Regions from separate parts of the Mus musculus genome. Here regions 2, 3 and 4 are each linked to region 1. Evidence: chromatin contacts called from public ChIA-PET and promoter capture Hi-C data. All regions are on one chromosome and are shown on one strand. The core of a region is the stretch at or near the end of the contact, and the rest is flanking DNA. Distances in the headings are between cores, read along the strand shown.

Region 1 (3,238 bases), core at 515-3,014:
GAGTTGCTCACTGCCATATGGGTGCTGGGAATTGAACCTGGGTCTTGTGCAGGGACAAGAAGTGTTCTTAACGCTGAGCCATCTCTCCAGACCTATATAATTGAGTTTTTTTTAGGGAGTAAAATCCTAAAACTGTCATGTGACCCAGAATAAGGCTGAACTAGAGGATGTTTGCCAATGTTGAAGGATTGTAGGGGCTTGTGGGACAACTGGTCTATAGTAATGGCACCATTCCCTGAGACCTGCAGAAAGGTGATCCTGTCTCCCTTACACAACCATATAAACAGTCGGTGGAAGATTAGGCCTCTGATGACTGTGTGTAGAAAGTAAGAGTGGAACACACAAGGCACTAGAAGGGCTGGGGCAGTATACTGGGCAAAACAAATTGGGACTGGCCATCTTAGGCGGAATCAGGACAGAAAGGAAACAGGCTTTAGAAGGTGTGCTAGTTGGGAAACTGAAATCCCCGGATTTTAGGCTCTTTTCCATAGCTTCTGGATTATAAACCCTGGGTTAGATAGTAGCAATTATATTTCTGCCTCTTGGCTCCTTGCTCAGTTAAAGACAGTATCTTAGAGAGAGAGGGGTCGCTCAGTGGCATCTACAGAATCCCTTTCAACATTGTCATTTCAAGCTGTACCTTGGGGCCTAAAGCTTGTACTCTAACTTGCACCTACTAAGAGTAACAGGCTCTACCAGCTCAGAGACTTCCTGTTGAGATTGCCAGCCAGAGCAAGCTAGAGTGACAGAGACAGCCTCCCTCCCCCATCCCTTCACCCATCTGGGTCCCCCTTCTCCTGTGCTGGGCTGGTCAGTCTCTCACCCACTGGAATCATCCCCTTTCACTCCCAGGCCCCTCCAGTCCTCAGCACCTACTTTTAAAGGAACGTGTCGCCAAGTCTGAGAAAATATCCGGGTCTTCAGACAGGAGAGACACAGTGGTGCCACCCTGGCTTCTGGGCTGCTCAGGTTCCAGTTCTGGTGTGCTGGACCTCGGGGAAGGTGGAGGGGAGCTGAGGGTCTCACCAGGTCCTGGTCGCTCCGGATCCCAGAGCGCAGAGCGCGCGGAGGTGGCGTGGAATTCCCGCCTTTCCTTTTCACTGCCTGACTCTCCACCCACCCTCTCCCGCCCGCGGGCAGAGACCAATAGGAAGCCTTCTAAATACCGGGAAGCTTGAAACTCATATGTGCTTAATAAACTAAACTTTAATAATTCTGAACCTTAGCCATATTGGGCGTTCGGATTGTTCTTGGTGTTTTTAGTTTCTTTTGGTATCTGCTTTCTCCCCACTTCTTTCTTCCTCCTTCCTCCTAGCTCTTCCTATATCCCAGTGTTCTGTCACCGGCCCAAGTGTACCTATTTACCAACTAATTTATGGAATCTATTCATACGAATTACACAAGACAGCATAAAACTTGTTCGAAAGGAGATAAGCTCTTCTCCAGGCCCTTTCCTCTGGCACCGGGCCACCCTTCTGTCCCTGGCTCCCTTGAAGGTCGCAGCTCTGTGGCTCTCACTCACCACTTTCATTTTGTGAGAAAAGACTTTTGATCGCTGTTCCCTGGCCGGCTGGGAAAGCAGAATTTAGAAACAGGCAGGAATGTAAGTCTCCCTTTCCTTCCCGAACTCAGCCTCCGGCCCAGAATCTTCTGGTCTGTGGCCAGGTGGTGTTTCATTTGTGGACTGGTCGCCTGTCTGTGAGGTTCAGAGGAGCAGCCCCGGGTCTAGCATGGGTTTGGCTAGCAGTGGTCACAGCGAATTGGCTCAATTCTTCTAGTGGTTGGGTTACTTGTTTTTGGGAAAACGAAACTGCTCGGATTTTCTGGCCGGCTGCAGGCATGCTGCCAGACTGAGCTCACTGCTGGTTTTGATGAATCTGTCTTGCTGCCCTTTTTCCAGATAAGCCCCCATCCTTGGCTGTGGGCGGCTTCCTCCCTATAGCAAGAACTTACAGCCTTCTCAGCCTGAGGGGGTTCCCTGCTGTGGAAGGGCTGTTGAAGGAGCTCAGATTCATGCTGGTCTGGGGGAAGCAGAGTGAGAGTGAAGCTTTTGTGAGGATCTCACCTCCTGAGCTCAGAGTTGAGAACTAACCACTGTTAACCCCTGGTACTTGCAGATCTTCATCTGTTCTGTGTTCCTACTGCATGTACACTTGTTACACATGGTTAACACCGTTAACTGCATCAGGATGTGTATTCTAGTTAAAAACCTGTTTTTCCATGGTTCCAAACTTCCCCTTTCAGTATATTTTCTTACCACCATAGTCCTTTTTCTTTAAAATTCTAATTTTCCAGATTGTACAGTGTTGAATGAAAAAGACTGTCATCCTAGAATTCAATACACACTGTCAACCTAGAATTCAACACACACACACACACACACACACACACACACACACACACACACACACACCACTTCACCTAGTGGATAGAAACTAATGATGTCCTTTTCTGGTGAAACAAAACAATTCAGCAAGGGCTTGGTCACCAGGAGACCTTTGTCACAAAAAATGTTAAAGGCTGATGGAAATTTGTACCAGAGTAACACTTAGAGTCACATGAATAAAACCAGTACTACAGGAGTAATTAAGTGAATATTAAAAGGTAATTTATCTTTTTCAGTGTTCAAAAATTACTGAAAAGATAAAGATACAACTATATTATGGTGCTTATAAAATGTAGAAATACAAAACTGTGATAATTACGGGGGCTGGGAAGATGGCTCAGAGACTCTGAGCACACTCTTGTGGTTGACCTGGGTTTGAGTCCCAACACCCACCTTTGGCTCAGGGACCCCGTAACTCCAGTTCCAGGGAGTCAATGTCATTGGCCATGTTGAACACTTGCTCTCAGATGCATGTACCCTCCTGTACTGGCTAGTTTTGTGTCAACTTGACACAGCTAGAGTTATCACAGAGAAAGGAACTTCAGTTGAGGAAATGCCTCCATGAGATCCAACTGTAAGGCATTTCCTCAATTAGTGATCAAGGGGGAAAGGCCCCTTGTGGGTGGGACCATCTCTGGGCTGGCAGTCTTAGGTTCTATAAGAGAGCAGGCTGAGCAAGCCAGGAAAAGCCAGCCAGTAAAGAACATCCCTCCATGGCCTCTGCATCAGCTCCTGCTTTCTGACTTGCTTGAGTTCCAGTCCTGACTTCCTTTGGTGAGGAACAGCAGTATGGAAGTGTAAGCCGAATAAACCCTTTCCTCCCCAACTTGCTTCTTGGTCATGATGCAGGAA
Region 2 (3,238 bases), core at 322-2,821, 230 kb after region 1:
AATCCAGTGTTCAGGAAAACCAGAGGTGAATTCTGAGCACAAGTAACTGGCAGAAGGAATAAGAAATAACATTTATTCTTGAATTCGTGACCAGGCAGAAACTAGCATGCAATGGTCATGTACATTCATACACATAAGATCCACATCTAAACATACAGGGTAGAAATCAGACTCATCCATAGCTTGGACAGGAGCTGGTTCTGGCCTGATGCAGAAGAGGGACAAGGCAGTTTGGCAGTGCCTGGCTTCCATGTGGGACCCCAGGTTTTACAAAGCTCTCCATTGAGCCCGGGGATTTACTTGTGAATCCTTCATCCAACCCCATCCCCTTATGCATACTCAGTGTTCTGAGATGTGAAGTTTTTATCAATGCAGTTTTCCTGCTCCCAAGAAGCAGCTGAAGGTGGAGCTAGGCACCACCTGGAGCCCTGGGTGCAGCTGTGCCTTACAGCCCTGAGTCAGAACATACAAACATAGGATAGATACATAAGAGAGGACAATGACATGTAACGATTGGACTTCTTTCCTTCAGAGGTCCATCAGTCCCTCTTGTGTCATCTAGTTTCATAGCCTTCCAAGTCTTAACACACAAAGATGGATCAGATATTGACTTAAGAGACCAAAATATACATGACATCAAAGACAACTGTAACAAATGACTAGTGTCTCATAGAGGTTCCATCAGTCTGACAAGGAGAATGTAATGGACAGGAGTCTGTTTCAGAGGCATCCTTGCATAATCCCTGGAGTACCAGGCATCCTGGGGAATTCTCACTTTAGCTGTGCAACTAGACATTGGAACACTGATGACTGTGCCAGGTCCTTGGCCACTCTGATTTCTGCCTCCCAGCATCGCCTGAGTGCATCTGCAGGGTTTATGTTTATACTGGGTTTTGCTGGGAAAAAAAAAAATGAACGCAACCACTTCAGGCCAAATTTAAAGCAAACATTTATGAAATATTAAATACGGACCAAGACTACTGAGAGGAGCTTACAGGCTTGCTGTATGGAATCTTCTCAGGAGAGAGAAGACAAAAGGTCATGACTCTTGATTTCATCCACTGGCCAGCACTGAGTAAAACCAGGACTAACGATCTGGCACCAAAGGTAAAAGCAAAATCCTTGTAGTTGAGTTAGGGGTGCATTATGTGAAGGTGGCTCTCTATATACTCAATGTTGAGGGATAAACCATCAGCAAACTAAGCACTAGCCAGACAGCTGAGTGCGAGCCGGATCTTGGTATTATTTCTTTTTTTGTTGTTGTCGGGGTTTTTTTGTTTTTGTTTTTTTGTTTTGTTATGTTTTTTTGTTTTTTTCGAGACAGGGTTTCTCTGTGTAGCCCTGGCTGTCACTGGCACTCACTTTGTAGACCAGGCTGGCCTCGAACTCAGAAATCTGCCTGCCTCTTAGTATTATTTCTGTGGCCTATCAGAGGTCCTATATTTTGTAAATATTAGACCTTCTTTACTTGCTTATTGGCTGTAATAAAGAGCTGACAGCCAATAGCTGGGCAGAGAGTGGAGGGCAGAACTTCCTGGGGAGGGACTCTGGAAAAAGAAAGCAAAGGCGCCAAAGTCGCCTGGGGCCTCGGAGATGAAAGATGGACCTGAACAGGAGCAGAGACGCAGAGCTGGCCACACATGGAAGGTAATGCCAGGACAAATCGGGATGAACTAGAAAGTTGGTTGGAAATCTGCCCAGCTATAGGCTTAAGCTTTAAAATACCCGATAGCCTCTGTGTCATCATTTGTACTGCTTCTGGGTCAGAAAGTCCTGCTATATAACTGAAATCACACGGGGGGCCTCTTTAGAAGAAACTGACCAGTGCGGAAGGAACAATATCCTCAGATCATGGAGAGCAAGAGAAGGAAACACAGAAAATAACCATGAGGCCTGAGAAATGTTTTGAATGTATGTGAGATTTATCACATCCTTCCTGCAACCGCTCCTGTCACCCTCCCTGAAGGCTGTCAAGAAAGGACAAGGAGACCAGCATGTGGTTTTAGTTTCTGCCACAAGGCTCACATGAGTCCCTCTGTATCGCCTGGCTGGCCCTTCCTTCCTCCGCATCCAGGCTAACTTTAAAATCCAACCTGAAGGTTTTAAAAATCCAATTATAAGTTAGCCTATATATTAGATGGGGGGGGGGGGGAGGAAACTTCATATTAAAAGCCCTGTATAAAATGCACTCTTTACTGCATTGAGTTTGGTCAAGAGTTTTCGTGGCTGCCTGTTAGTTTGTGTTACCAAAACGAAACATTGAAACATCGGCATGGAAGTTTCTTCTAGGAGCCTGCCCCCAGTTGGTAAGTGAGGAAACATGCATGCCCCTGCCTGAATTAAGGGGGAGGGTTGGGTACAAAAGCAGGAAGTACGTAAAGATATGTGTTTGCTTCTAATTGGACCTGATGGGAAAGCCAAATGGCTTTATGGGTATACGCCTTTAGATGACTCTGCAAACTACCTCTGCCGCCATTTTCTGGGGACCCGGAGTGGTTCTGGGCAAAATCCTTCATCTTGGCTGAATGAAAAAGAGAAAGAAAGAAAGAAAACATGACTGGTCCTGGTTTTCGGCGCCATGTGTATGAGAAAAAGAAATAAAAAGAAAGGAAGAGGACTGGTCCCAGGTATAGTGGAAGAGAAAGTTTGTGGATTGAAAGGGAGGCAGAGCCACGGGGCAGAATCTTCTTGGAGCGTCCAGAATGAACATGTCCCTAGCTTTTTTAGGAGATGGAGGAGAGGGAGGGAGGAAAGAGAGGTACCAGGTGCAGCAGCCCGGGTTGGCATTTTGTCTAGGCTCTGCCCACAGTTTCTGGCAACAGCCAGGTATACCTGACTCACTATAAAAGGGACTGCTTGCCCCCTCCTCACTTTTGCTCTCTGCTCTTCTCCTCTTGCCCTTGCTCCCTTACTCACTTCCTCCCTCTCCTCATTCCCCTCCCTACTCTCCACGTGCTCATGGCCAGCCACTACTATCTCTGCCTTTCTCTGTCTCTACTCCCTCAACTCACATCCCTATGCCCTACATTCTATTCTATATTATACCATCCCGTGGCTGGTACCTCAGGGGGAAGGGATGCCTCAGCATGAGCCAGCAAAGGGACCCTTTCCCCAACACCTTACTATGCCTCCACCAAACATATCCCTGCCTTCTTCTCTTTCTTTTTATAAAATACAACAGCCAGGAAGCCCAAAGGAGAGAGAGATGGGTCTGGTAACCAAAATGGTTGAATTGGAA
Region 3 (3,238 bases), core at 338-2,837, 200 kb after region 1:
CAAGTATTACGCATTAATTGAAACGTTGGTATTTCCTTTGTAAAGGAAGAAATGTCTTTATTGTAAATCTACGTTTGTGAAGGATAAAATTTCTCGACATTTAGCCCTTAGCAGCTATTGTACATACAGTGGTAACCTGTTGTGACATTTGATGGAGTTCATCAAAAGACTGGTTGCCCATCACGACAGTTCTGATAATGGGGGCTATGAGTTGGGTGTTCACAGGCCCCATTATCCTTAGCCATGTTCTGCTCTGATCTATTTCTTTATCAATACAATTCATCTTTAAAATATACTTCATTTTTTCATGTGCTCTGTCCTCAGATCTGTGTTTTTATGAATACAGTTCTTCTACTTGTATCTTTCTTCAACAAAGCTTCATTATTAACTGAGAAGTTATACATAAAAAAATTTGGATAACAAAGGTTCTGCCATTTTAATATTTCTAAAATAAATGATCTTAACAAAACGTCATCAAATTCTCTTAAAGAATTCTTATTGTTTTTCCAGGATAAGTTTTTCTGGCTTTGGGGTTTTAGTTGTTTTGAAGATTTGCGATTGTGGTTTTCAGAGTTATGGCCTAGACCTTTGAAGACCAAGGAAGTGAGAAGACACATTATCATAGCTGCATGAGCACCTCGTGACACCTGTCACAGTAGCTGGACTAGAGATCACCCTACCATTCTGCCTCCACACAACAGCCACTGGGGCTGAGACACATTAGAAACACTTGTTTCATGGAGGTGACATCAGTGTGAAGTCGTGAGAGTAGTGGGACACATCATGTATGACCTAGGAAGTTGTTGCACTCTCAAAGCTACGGGAACTCACGGGAGGATCATTGGCAGAGAGTTTCAACAAAAGCAGCAGCTGCCTGCCTAATGTCAGCCTCTTTGGGTATCAGGTCAGGAGCTGGATTAACATAGGAAAGTCAGAAGGAGGAACCCAAGTAAAGGATGACTGTAACAGTGTGGGGCAGAGACCTGGGTAGGGACATGAACTGGGAAAGAGCAATGGAGTCCTAGTAATGGCATGCTTGGCTGCAGAGTCAGGTTTTCAGGTCAACAGGACAAACCTTGGGGAAAGACTTAAGAGTGGGAGCCAGTGAAGTGATGGCTCAGTGGATGGAGGCAGCTCCCACCTTGCCTGAGGAGCCCAGCCCCAGGGATCTCTGTGCAGGAGAGAGAGAAAATTGACTCGAGCCAGTTGTCTTCTGACCTCCACATGGTGGTGTAGCTGTGAACACCCAGCCCCCCAGCTACACACAGATACTTTTATGACCTGCTAATTTTTTATAATGCTACATTTTAGGGACTGAAGCAAGTGTCCCACAGAGGTTTAGCCAGTCTGACTAGGAGAATGTAATGGACAGCACTCTGTTTCAGAGGCATCCTTGCATAATCCCTAGAGTGCCAGGCATCCTGGGGAATTCTCAGCTTAGCTGTGCAGCTAGACATTGGAACACTGATGACTGTGCAAGGTCCTTAGCCACTCTGATTTCTGCCTCCCACCCTCACCGGAGCTGGGCAGGAAGTGGATGACAGAACTTCCTGGGGGAGGGACTCTGGTAAAAGAAAGCAAAGGCGCGCCAAAAATGCCTGGGGCCTCGGAGATGAAAGACGGACCTGAACAGGAGCAGAGACACAGAGCTGGCCACACATGGAAGGTAATGCCAGGACTAATCGGGATGAACTAGAAAGTTGGTTGGGAATCTGCCCAGCTATAGGCTTAAGCTTTAAAATACCCAAAAGCCTCTGTGTCATCATTTGTACCGCTTCTGGGTCAGAAAGTCCTGCTATATAACTGAAATCACACAGGGGCCTCTTTAGAAGAAACTGACCAGTGCGGAAGGAACAATATCCTCAGATCATGGAGAGCAAGAGAAGGAAACACAGAAAATAATCATGAGGCCTGAGCGATGTTTTGAATATATCCGCTCCTGTAATTAGTCACCCTCCCTGAAGGCTGTCTAGAAAGGACAAGGCGACCAGCATGTGGTTTTAGTTTCTGCCACAATGCTCACATGAGTCCCTTCTGTATCGCCTGGCTGGCCCTCCCTTCCTCCACATCCAGGCTAACTTTAAAATCCAACCTGAAGGTTTTAAAAATCCAATTATAAGTTAGCCTATATATGAAATAGGGGGGGGGGGAGGAAACTTCATATTAAAAGCCCTGTATAAAATGCACTCTTTACTGCATTGAGTTTGGTCAAGAGTTTTCGTGGCTGCCCCCAGTTGGTTCTGGTTGGTAAGTAACGATGCCCACAGTCAATGCCTGGGCAGGGCAGACAAAGGGGGGACTTTTAGGATTTTCCTGCCAAGAAGCGAGAGGAAAGGAGCAGAGTTCAGCCATGCCAGAAGAGGTAGAGGACAGGAACCATGCCAGAAGAGGTTGAGGAAAGGAGCCTGCCTGAGCAGGTGTAGGACAGACTACCCAACCACAGTGGCCCCGTGAGGAAAGTTGCATTTATGTGATATAGGCCAAGTCACTGTAATGCCCCACCTTAGCCTTCCAACCAACCAACTCTTATTACTGTAAGGTTGGTTCTGTAGTTGTCATTTTAGCTGTCAGTGCCCTCTAGTGTTCAAACAGCAAAGGCAACTACAGCTTCCAAAGACCTCAAATAGAAAGTCCGAAGGAAAGTTGATGTGTTGTTGATGGCGATGTTTTTCCAATCTCATGAGCCTCTTTCTTATTAATTGGTATTAAATTGCACTGAATTAAGTGTTTCAATGTAATATTATCATCTGTGGAATGTCCTTTGGTCATGGGTTCCTCTTTACTCTCCCTTGTCCCTCCACCCACATGATAGACCTCTTCCTACATAAGTCTCCCTAGTGCTTTCATACCCTTTAAAAGCTATATGATGGGGCTGAAGGGATGGCTCAGTGGTTAAGAAGACTGGTTGTTCTTCCAAAGGATCCCAGCATCCACATGGCAGCTCACAACAGTCTGTAACTCCTGTTCCAGGGGATTTGACTCCCTCACACATGCAGGCAAAACACCAATGTCCATAGAATAAAAATAAAACTTTAAAAAATCTTTTCAATAGTGGATGCTCACAGTCAGCTATTGGATGGATCACAGGGCCCCCAATGGAGGAGCTAGACAAAGTACCCAAGGAGCTAAAGGGATCTGCAACCCTATAGGTGGAACAACATTATGAACTAACCAGTACCCCAGAGCTCTTGTCTCTAGCTGCATATGTATCAAAAGATGGCCTAGTCTGCCATCAATG
Region 4 (3,238 bases), core at 377-2,876, 180 kb after region 1:
TCAAACCTTCGAGCCTTTTCAGTCAGAGTCTGGCTCCTGAAGAAATCAGGCCCTCTGGAGCAATCTCCTCTTTCAATACTCCAACACTGTAGGATTGTTTTGTTAAATCCCTAGGCAAATTGTTTGCTCAAATTCTTTTGGCAAAGGGAAACAGATTCATATAGAATTATAAATATTTTGGATGGCAGGAGTTGGTGAATGTATGTAACTCGGCCATAGCAGGCACTGGAGCATACACGTTTATTTTCTGACAGGGCAGCCCCCTACCTGTAGCCTGACAATGAGATTCTCAGCTACACTTTCATTAACAGCCATGTGAGGCAAGGTGGGGTTTGGGTACTGCTCCCCAGATGAAATGATTGACACCACAGAGACCCCAGAGAGCTGGGCATTTCAGCCCCTGACCATTTAAACCCATGGTCCCTATGGGCAGTGGAAGTGAGAGAGTTTAAAGGGATGAGTGTGACCACAACATGCCATTTGCAGTTAGGACAATGTCAAAAGAAACCCAGAATTTGCTAAATATGTATGTACTAAAGCATGCCCCACCACGCAACAAACAAACAAACAAAACAAACTGAAAACAAAGAAACAAAACAGCTTCTGAATTCTTGAGATTGCTCATGAGGTAAAGAGATACACAAACTGTAGTGCCATAATTAGAATAAAAACAGACCCAAAGAAAGCAAAGGCATGGGAGTGTGTGTGTGTGTGTGTGTGTGTGTGTGTGTGTGTGAGTATGTGTGCATGAATGTGCATGAGTGGGTGTGATTATGTCTGTGTATGTGACTGTGTGTTCATGTGTGTGTGTGAAAGTGCAGGAGTGTATTGTGAATGTGTGATTGTGTGAGTATGCGTGAATCAATGTTTTTGTGTTCATCTGTGAGTGTCTGTATAAGTGTGTATGTTCCTGTGTGTGGGTGTCTGTATAAGTGTGTGTGTTTGTGTGTTCCTGTGTGTAAGTATGTGTGTGTGTATGTGTATGTGTGTTCATGTGTGTGAATGTGCATGAGTATATATGTGAATGTGTGTGTTTGTGTGTTCCTGAGTGTGAGTGTTCCTGTGTGTGTTTGTGTGTGTGTTCGTGTGAGTGAATATTTGCATGTGTCCCCTCTGCCTGTGCTAGTGCAACATTCGTCCATGATGCCCCTTTCTTCTTCCAGGACATTCCGGGCTCTCCTCCTCACATCCCTCCCAGTGCCTGCTCTTGGAAGCCCTGGAGCTAAGGCTGCTCTGGGAAGCCTGGTAAAGATAGAGACTCCTTGAAGGAGACAGGAAACTTCATTTTTGATTAAATTTAAAATTTTCCATACAAGGATTTATTATAAATGAGCAAATTTCCCTGACCTTCTCCCCTCCCCCACCTGCTCCTTACACCTGTGCTCTGTGATTTCTAGGTAGTTTCACTTTTGTTTCTTTTCAAAATTTTAAAAAATTAGTTGTTCAAATAAATAAATAAACAAATAAATAAATAAAATGAAAATTTAAAAAATTCGTTGTTCTCTTTGTCAATTCCAGTCACTAGGGCACAAAGCATCTAAGCTTCCGGTTATACTTCCTGGAGTGACGAAATGCTCAAAGTCTCAGAGTGATGACTCAATTTAACTTATAAAACTAGCAAAGAAAGGCGAGGCTTACGCCATTTTACCTCAGCGAGCATTCATAAAGCTGCGAGCATTCATACAGCGGCTGTATCTTGCTTGGTTCCGCAGAATCAGTTGCTCTCCCTCCGCGGTTGAGCTCTGATCACCTTTCCTGCCTCTCTGGGCAAGGGAAAGGCCTGCAAGCCTACTGGTGCTCTGAGCTTCGGGGAACACAGCTTCCAGGACACAGAGTAAGTGAGCCAGTTCCACTGTGACAAACTCAACCCTGCTGTCATTCTCTTTCTGTGCCCACCCAGTGTCTCAGTGTCCTGTCTACTTACTGGCTCTGGGTGGATGTGGGGTAGCAGTTGCCAGCATAGCCCTTCCCTCTCAAGTTAACTCTGGCTGTTTTCCATCTAGGAATCTTGGCTCCTTGGCATCTTCGCAGCTATTCTTTCAAAAACACCGGCTGCTGAGGACTGGAAGACTCTGAAGGCTTGGGGTGAGAGAAAATGGCTTCCCACTTTGAGATGGAGGAGGGAGGGCTTAAAGTTGCTGGGGGAGAGAGCCCATGATGCTTGTTCTGAGGCTGACTAGTGATGTAGGAAGAGGCAGATCTGGCGTGGTATGTTTGGCAGGCTTGTGTGAATCTCTAGAGTCCCTTGCGGGTTCCCTATCCTCTTAGAGACCTGACCCTGTTGAACACTGAGAAAATATGGCTCCGGAAAGGACACAGCCTGGTGTACTCTAGAGCCAGAAAGATGCTTCTGTGTAAGTTTACAATCCAGAAGGTGAGAACTTCCCTTTCTCAAGAGAAGTGCAAAACACTGACCCAGGAGAGAAAGACCGATCTAGGGTTGGGTTGTTTGGTTTTGTTTTTTGTTTTGTTTTGTTTTTTTTTTTTTTCATTTTGATTTGTTCCCCCAAGAAACAGATCCTTCTACTTGGCTCCCTCTGTCTGCGCTGGCTTATCCACCTGCGTTCGGGGCAGAGTAAGGACCTCTGAACATCATCTCCTTTTCTGCCTGATACAGCTGACAGGCAGCCTGCATTTCCTTCAGAGAGATTTTCCCCCCAGAGTCAATGCTACAATTTGAGAAGAAGGAACTACCTAGTTAAGTAAAACCCAAGGAACCAGGAGGTCTCTGAACCTCACTTCAGTCTTGGAATTTGATGAGTTTTGCTCCCTCCCTTGCATTTAAGTACCATGTCCATACTGAGTGCCTGAAGGTACTGGGTATGAACAGTTTCCATAGTTGAGGTTTTGAACTGAGATGGCCAGTGCCCCAGGCTAGCCCACAGCTCCTGTAAAGGGGACTCCAATGTAGCATCATTGACTTTAAAGTTTCCCAGAGGCCTGAGCATTGTCCTTTTGCACTTTGGTGTGAGATGTGATTTCTGTCCTCTTTCCATGTGCTGTGTGAACCTGGCATGCTGGCTTAGGACATGGCCTGATTCAGGGGGTGCTGAATGGGTGGGGCTGAAAGGGAAAGAATAATAGAGACCACATAACAGTGTATGGAACAGGGTGGGGCTGCAGCATCTAACTCTCTCTCTCTTCTTTGCCTGCTTGCCTTGTGGGACTGAGCAACTGCTAGATCCTTAGATTTCCATTCACAGCTGCTGCTGACCACTGTTGGGAGTTGGACTACAGA

What was found. Promoter capture Hi-C pulls out the DNA fragments that hold promoters and counts their contacts. ChIA-PET counts read pairs in DNA pulled down with a chosen protein or histone mark. Capture Hi-C pulls out chosen DNA fragments and counts their contacts.
Region 2: a contact with region 1 is called in an RNA polymerase II ChIA-PET map of effector CD8 T cells, with 31 read pairs. The contact joins the promoter of AI662270 here to the promoter of Slfn9 in region 1. A contact is called at or near these places in 8 of 39 promoter capture datasets (the 3T3-L1 cell line, the C10 cell line, cranial neural crest and 4 more), 2 of 484 Hi-C or Micro-C datasets (the C10 cell line and bone marrow-derived macrophages), 4 of 115 datasets of contacts at active chromatin or transcription factors (the SCID.adh cell line, acute myeloid leukemia, bone marrow-derived macrophages and 1 more) and 3 of 9 other capture datasets (adipose tissue, liver and macrophages).
Region 3: a promoter capture Hi-C map of embryonic stem cells shows a contact between it and region 1, with 5 times the contacts expected there. The contact joins the promoter of Slfn3 here to the promoter of Slfn9 in region 1. A contact is called at or near these places in 11 of 39 promoter capture datasets (the C10 cell line, the HPC-7 cell line, embryonic stem cells and 7 more), 3 of 484 Hi-C or Micro-C datasets (the G1E-ER4 cell line, the HPC-7 cell line and bone marrow-derived macrophages), 6 of 115 datasets of contacts at active chromatin or transcription factors (the SCID.adh cell line, bone marrow-derived macrophages, effector CD8 T cells and 2 more) and 3 of 9 other capture datasets (adipose tissue, liver and macrophages).
Region 4: a promoter capture Hi-C map of liver shows a contact between it and region 1, with 4 times the contacts expected there. The contact joins the promoter of Slfn4 here to the promoter of Slfn9 in region 1. A contact is called at or near these places in 2 of 39 promoter capture datasets (macrophages and pre-B cells), 1 of 484 Hi-C or Micro-C datasets (bone marrow-derived macrophages), 2 of 115 datasets of contacts at active chromatin or transcription factors (bone marrow-derived macrophages and large pre-B cells) and 3 of 9 other capture datasets (adipose tissue, liver and macrophages).

Annotation. Positions count from the first base shown.
Region 1 is chr11:82,990,066-82,993,303 of GRCm38.p6, forward strand. It overlaps Slfn9 (schlafen 9), which reads right to left and starts at 1,765. Exons shown (of 5, transcript NM_172796.2): 1 at 1,523-1,765.
Region 2 is chr11:83,222,005-83,225,242 of GRCm38.p6, forward strand. It overlaps AI662270 (expressed sequence AI662270), which reads left to right and starts at 1,572. Exons shown (of 4, transcript NR_015519.1): 1 at 1,572-1,647; 2 at 2,206-2,306; 3 at 2,448-2,627.
Region 3 is chr11:83,189,743-83,192,980 of GRCm38.p6, forward strand. Slfn3 (schlafen 3) reads left to right here and starts at 1,588. Exons shown (of 3, transcript NM_011409.1): 1 at 1,588-1,666. It overlaps Slfn4 (schlafen 4), which reads left to right. Exons shown (of 8, transcript NM_011410.3): 8 at 1-474.
Region 4 is chr11:83,173,560-83,176,797 of GRCm38.p6, forward strand. It overlaps Slfn4 (schlafen 4), which reads left to right and starts at 1,627. Exons shown (of 8, transcript NM_011410.3): 1 at 1,627-1,834; 2 at 2,004-2,085; 3 at 2,269-2,354; 4 at 2,518-3,238.